2 separate regions of the Mus musculus genome follow, and region 2 is linked to region 1. The links are chromatin contacts, called in public Micro-C maps. All regions are on one chromosome and are shown on one strand. The core of a region is the stretch at or near the end of the contact, and the rest is flanking DNA. Distances in the headings are between cores, read along the strand shown. Region 1 holds the start of Neurog2 (neurogenin 2). Region 2 holds the start of Lef1 (lymphoid enhancer binding factor 1).

Evidence for each region. Hi-C and Micro-C count contacts between places; a contact is called where the count stands out from the background.
Region 2: a contact with region 1 is called in a Micro-C map of embryonic stem cells, with 13 times the contacts expected there. The contact joins the promoter of Lef1 here to the promoter of Neurog2 in region 1. A contact is called at or near these places in 1 of 39 promoter capture datasets (hippocampal neurons) and 9 of 484 Hi-C or Micro-C datasets (cerebellum and embryonic stem cells).

The regions. Positions count from the first base shown.
Region 1 is chr3:127,631,670-127,634,855 of GRCm38.p6, reverse strand. It overlaps Neurog2 (neurogenin 2), which reads right to left and starts at 1,720. Exons shown (of 2, transcript NM_009718.3): 1 at 1,399-1,720; 2 at 1-1,128. The coding sequence starts at 1,127. The coding sequence ends at 336.
Region 2 is chr3:131,108,582-131,111,767 of GRCm38.p6, reverse strand. It overlaps Lef1 (lymphoid enhancer binding factor 1), which reads right to left and starts at 1,471. Exons shown (of 12, transcript NM_010703.4): 1 at 90-1,471. The coding sequence starts at 296.

The sequences.
Region 1 (3,186 bases), core at 471-2,970:
CCCGGAGTTCTCCTCCAGCAGCTCTGAGAGAGGGGAGGAGCGTCAGTCTGCTCTGCACACTCGTTAGTTATGGTACTTTTTCTCAGTGTCTTTTACAGTCTTACGAGGTTCCCCACGCCAGCCCCCACTCCCACACGCCATAGTCCTCTTTGACCATAAATCCTCACATCTTCAATAAACCAGAGCTGGTCTCCACCCCCGAATGCACCAGCCGCCGAGGGGATTGCAAGGGCCACCTCTGCTCTGTGAAGTGGAGTCCGGGGCGTGGAGGGTGAGGGGCGGGAGAAGGATGGGAAGAGGGCCGGGTAGAGGACGAGAGAGGGAGACCCGCAGCTCTAGATACAGTCCCTGGCGAGGGGCAGGTGAGGCGCATAACGATGCTTCTCCGGAGGTGGGGGCTGCCAGTAGTCCACGTCTGACCCGGGGCTAGCGGGCGATAAAGTGCAGCTGTATGGGGACGTGGAGTTGGAGGATGACGCCGGGCTGTTGGTGCAGCTCCAGGAGGAAGGTGGAGAAGGGCTGTCCCCGCTGGCGCCGAGCGCAGCTCCCGGGCTCAGGAGCACCGCCTCCGTGAAGAGCGCCCCCTGGAGGCCACCGGCGCCGGCGCAGTGGTCCGCCAGGCGCAGAGTCTCGGTGAGCGCCCAGATGTAATTGTGGGCGAAGCGCAGCGTCTCGATCTTCGTGAGCTTGGCATCCTCGGGGAAGGTGGGCAGCACCTCGCGCAGCGCGTCCAGCGCGGCGTTTAGGTTGTGCATGCGGTTGCGCTCGCGGTTGTTGGCCTTGAGCCTGCGGGTCTTCTTGATGCGCTGCACCGTCTCCGCCGTCTTGGCACCTCGGGAGACGGCCCGTGAGCGCGACGGGCGACGCTTGCACTCGTGCATCAGGCCCAGCAGCCGCCCTGGCCGGCAACCCCCGGCACCCGACGCCGGACTGCCCTGCACCCCCTGCCCGGCTTCCGCTCCACGCTGCCCACGCGCGGAGCCCGGCCGGCGCAGCTCCTCGTCCTCCTCCTCGTCCGCGCTGGAGGACATCGGGGTCAGGGTCGCCGAGGCCGGGGAAGCCGAGCCCAGCAGCATCAGTACCTCCTCTTCCTCCTTCAACTCCAGAGTCTCAGATTTGACGAACATCCTGAGAAAGAAGAGGCAGATGAAATTTATTCCCAGAATGGACAGGGTAAAGTGTCGCTGGCGCCGCGCCCCGCCCCCCCCCCCTCCATCTCCCTCAATGTGCATTCGCGAAGATGGCGAGGACAGAGCTGGGGAGGAGCGCCCCGGGCTCGAGCCACCTTCTGCCGGTCACAGAAGTCACTGCGTCTAGAGCGATGGAGTTAGCGTGGGCGGCGTGAGCCTGCGTGGGGACACTGCCTGCGAAGTGGAGAGCCGCGGCATGCACACTTACCTACGCGGCTCCAGATGTGTCGCGGCGCAGCTGCTGCTCCGGTGTGTGTCCGGGAATGTCCCCGCAGCCCGGAACCGAGCACGGTGTCCTCCGCGCCGCGGGCTTGGCGCTTCCTAGGCGCACCTCCGCGGGGGGGCCTCTCGGCTGGGCGACTTTGCCAAGAGCCCGGACGACCGCGGCAGCTCGCCCGAGTCTCGTGTGTTGTCGTTCTCGTGCGTGGTTGTCTGTCAGTCAGTCCCTGGCCGTGTGGCTGCTGGCACGCGACTCCAAGGCACTCCAGTTAAAGCCGAGCTGCTTGTGGTTCAGTGGCTGCGTGTCTGGCACACGACTCTCCTTAAAACCCCTTATATACCACCAAGAAAACAATCAGATCTGCCCCGGGGCCCCCTCCTCACCTACCCTTCCCCCGCCCTCTCCTCCTCCGCCTGTCCTGGTCCCCCGCTCTCCCTCCCCAGCTTATTCTTTTCATCGTATTATCATCATTCATTTCTTTCCCTTTCTTTAGTCCCTCTCCCCCTCCCCTGGCCTGGCCATCCATCCTCCTCCTCCATCACCCCCGCCCCTCCGTCCCCCCTTTATCTAATCAGCATAAAATGGTTCTAAAGCTCCTGTTGGCGCTCCAGGCTGCAGCCCAAGCTACCGAAGCCGCGGCGGCGGCAGTGGCTCAAGCTGCGGCTGTTGTCGCCGCCGCTGTCTATTGTGATTGGTGGCTCGCGCTCGGCTGGAGCGTGCCGCTAATTTATTAATGAAAGGAGGTCGCGAGGCGCAGCTGGCCAATCAGTGTTCCCGGGACTCCGGGAGGCCTGCGAGCCACGCGCACCGGAGCCCGCTCCCTTTCAGCAGCTCATTAGGGGCCCGAGTGCTGGGGGCCCATGGCGGGGGGGGGGGGGGGCACCCCGACTACTGCTCCCGCCCGAGTCCTCCATACGCGTCCCGCCCGTCTCAGCCGGGGTCTCACGGGCGGGCGACCGGAGCCTTGAATTAGTGAGAGTCAGAATCCCGGAGAAGGCAGCCTGGTGGTGCTGCCGGCCATGTCTCGGCAAAGCCTCTTTGGGGCCGTATCAACTAGAAAACGGGTTTTAAAACACCTTAGTCTAATTAGGAAAAGGAAGGGGTCACGTACGTGTGCCAGACAGGAGGCACGTTGTGAGAGAGTGTGCCTGAGTTCTAGAGAAACGTGTCTATGACTGTTTGGGAAACATTAGGAGTTCACAGAGACGTCCCCTAGAAGGGGAAATTGGTCGGAGAGCAATTGATGAGCATTAAAAAAAAATAAAATAAAATAAAATAAAATAAACGCACTCACTTGACACACCCATTTTCCCTGAGACACAGTGAGGCTTCACGCCTTGACGTAATTTGGGGGGCTTCTGGTGCGGAAGGGGATGGGTACCAACAACAGGTTAGAGCCAGATGATACTATAAGGTGGCTTCCTGTGTGGGTGGCAAAGGCAGGCGTGCTACTGCTCCTAGGAGCGAGTGGATCACTCTGACACTTGTATGACCTCTGCTCCGCTCTGGGGGGCGTTGTTGAGACATAGGGCCTGTCCTCCCAATTCTGCCTTTTCAATGGGGAGAAAAAAAATAGAAAGGAGCTCTAGCTCCCTGCTGGACTTGAGAGGAAACTTGTTCTGAATTGCTGTCTGTCCCTCCCCTTTACCACTAGACGCAGAACCAGAGTCCCAGAAGTGAGTGAGTCCTGAGTGTCATCTGGGACCGGTCGCGGGGTCCTTTTTTGCGAGGATGAAAGGAGAGTCTTGGGAGGGGCTTTAGCAGTCCACCAGAGCC
Region 2 (3,186 bases), core at 222-2,721, 3.5 Mb before region 1:
CTCAATGGCCACCGTGGTCGCGCACCCTGCTTGCTTCCCCTCCGCTTCCCCGGGACCCGCCACGCCTCTCCGGACAGCTGCCCACTCACCTCATGCCCGTTGCTGGCTGGGATGATTTCGGACTCGTTAACCAAAGATGACTTGATGTCGGCTAAGTCGCCCTCCTCTTCGGGATGACTGATCTCGGCGAAGATCTTCTCCTTCTGGGGATCGCCTTCGTCCTTGAAGGGGATCATCTCATCGGTGGCGCAGAGTTCCGGGTCCCCCCCGCCGCCTCCTCCGGAAAGTTGGGGCATCCCGGCGGCTGTGTAATCTCCGCTCCGCTGCGGGAGCACTCCGAGACAGCAAGAAGGGAGGGTCGATGTGAGGTGGGGGAGTTGGAAGACTGAGTGCGGGAGGACTGTGAATGGAAGCCGGGTGGGCAAGCGAGGGGCCCACGGCTGGAGCAGCTGCAGGAGCCTCTGCGATTGCCGCGCTTTCCCACTTAGAAGGACGCCGGCGCCCGGCCCTGGGGCGAAGGGCACCAGACTGCGAGGGCGGCAGCCGCCGGCGCCTCTGAGAGCGTCTACGCCGCTCCGCGTGCACTAGGCTAGGCTGCCAGGGCTGGGTGGCCACCCCACGCCGCACTCGTTGCTGGGGTCTGTGCTTCGAGGACACCGGTTCCGGAGGGGACACGACTTGCCAAAGTGCAAACGAGGGTCCCGTGGTGCGTCACCGTGCAAAACCTCTCCACGGATTCCTCGGATGCTGATTTCGGTGATTTGGGGTTTTGTTTTGTTTTGTTTTTGAGAAGAGGAGAGCTGGGCCAAGAGGCTCCCTTTGCCCCAGCGGAGGTACGAGAAGAATCAGAAAATACCGAAAAGTCCACTTCCTTCAGAGTAAACAATAAAGAGCCACCGGGCTGCAGACGTCCGCGTTAGAGCTTCTTTCCTTCCCTTTCGCTTCGGTTTTCCTTCTGGAGGAGCATTTAATCTGCTGGAGGGGGAGGGGCGGAGGAGGAGGGGAGAAAAAGAGAAGTTTGCCAAGAATAAAGTTTGTGATGATGAGCGCTGGGAATCGGCGGTGGCTGGCACGGCGGAGTCTTGGGGAGTCACAGCAGGAGCTTCGGGCCCAAATGTTCCAGCCCGCAGCTCGGGCCGATACACACACTTACACACACACACACACACACACACACACACACACACTCGAGCCCGATCCCTCTTTGTTCCCGGCTCGAGTTTCTGCCTGGCTCGCCTCTCTCCCCGCCTCCCCTCGGTCAAAGCAAAGAGCTGCCGGTGGCCCCTCGGCTCCTCCGGGCAGACCGGCCGGGGAACACCCGGAGCGTAGCCGCTTGCAAGGCTCCGGGAATGTCCGAATGCCAGGGCCCACGAAAGCGCAGCCCGGTCCCTCCGGTGCGCGCTGCCCCGCAGGTGAGCGGTTGCGCCTTCCCACCGCTTCTCCTCGCCGCGCCTAGCCGGCGCTGCAAAGCTATTCACTTGCGTCGCTTCTCCTCCCCCGCCCCTCCCCCGCCTCCTGCTCTCCTTGGCTGCCTGCTGGAGGGGTGGGGAGGAGGGAGTCTGTTAGGAGGAGGAGGAGATCCAGGTTCTCTCCCCCCCCCCCCAGCCCTAGTTCATTTCCTAGCACCCAAAGGACGAGTCATACTTGGGGGGGGGGGGCGCCGTGGGGGTGCGTATGTGTTTGCGCCCGCCTGTTCATGCCTGGGGGGGGGGGGACGACACCATACAACCTGAAGATAGACTGGGTGCTGTGTGTAACCCAACCCCAAAGAACAGTGTGGCCCACGTGAAAATTGACGAGAAACTACGGGAATGGCTTAACTTCATCATCTGAGCATCTCTTCTTCTCTTGCCGACCCCACCCCACCCCGCCCCCGGCGCCTCACTTCTAGTCCTTTGCCAGTCTTTCTTCAACCTCCTTCCCGCCGCCCACTCTAGCCCCCTCACTCAGGCAAGGGGAGGAAGATGAAAGAGAAAGCCGCTGGCGCTGTGGTCGACACCACATTGATAGATGCTCTGACAGAGGGAATAAGGCGAGAATTAGGGACTAGGGGAAGGAAAAGGAGAAAATGTAACACATTGCTCACCTAACCAGAGAGAAGAGATTCAGCAAAGGCAAACAGAAGAGTTGTGACTCTACTAACCGTGAATCACACACACTTCGGAGACAAGGGCACACCACCCTAGCGAAAATAAAATCTCCAGGCTTACCAGGGGGGAAGGATCAGTAAGAAGGGTGTGGATGAAGACTGAGCCTTAAATATCGCTTCTACGCTATCACATTCATTGTGCCTTTATCACCGAATGAACGTGGGTTTTTGGAGATTCTCGACTCAGCGTGTAGAGACCTCGTAGAAAAAGGAAAATACATCCCAAAAGGAGGGAGAAGAACAACCTAGGAGAGGCAGGCAGCACTGGGCAGTTGCTGACATCCTGGAGACTCCGCTGAAAGGGACCTTTAAAGGATGGATGTAAATACGAATCAAACCTCAAAAATTCTCCGGTTCCCACTGTCTCCTTGGTGCATTTTGGACAGGACTTTTAAGGGCGACGCTTTGTGAAAGTCACTGTGTAAGTGGGGCTTAAGTTTGGAAACACATTGTCTTTTAGCTCTCAACCCCTCCCCTCAAGTCAAATATTCAGGCAAAATCATTAGACCAGTGAGGCAGCCATCTGTAGAACCTGGGAGCAGTAAACAGGAAGAATTGTATCTCCATCTTACTTAAATGGAAAATAAGACTCCAACGAATCGTGTGTTGGTTTCATTACATAAGAACGCTTAGGACAAGAGCTCTCTTTTAAAGGTGAAAGTGTGGGCTATTGGGCATTGTAGACTTTAACAGTTCTTTAAGTCAGCATTTAAAACTTTGCTTACTGATAACTACCAGTTTGGGAGCTGGCTAGGAGGTGGATATATATATATATATATATATATATATATATATATATATATGTTTGAAATATATGTATAGTTTGGTTTGCTGCATAGGACGTGGTTGGTCATATGTAATCTGATAGATTTAGGTACAACAAGGGGCTGGTGAAAGAAGTCAGAATAACAAAAACTTTTCTTTAAAAATTAAATAATTGTCAAGACTATACCTTACAAAAGCCAAAAATGGCATTTTTCCTTCAGGGTACCAGGGAGAATAAAAGGAAGGTTGGGAATAAATCCATTTTTAGAGTG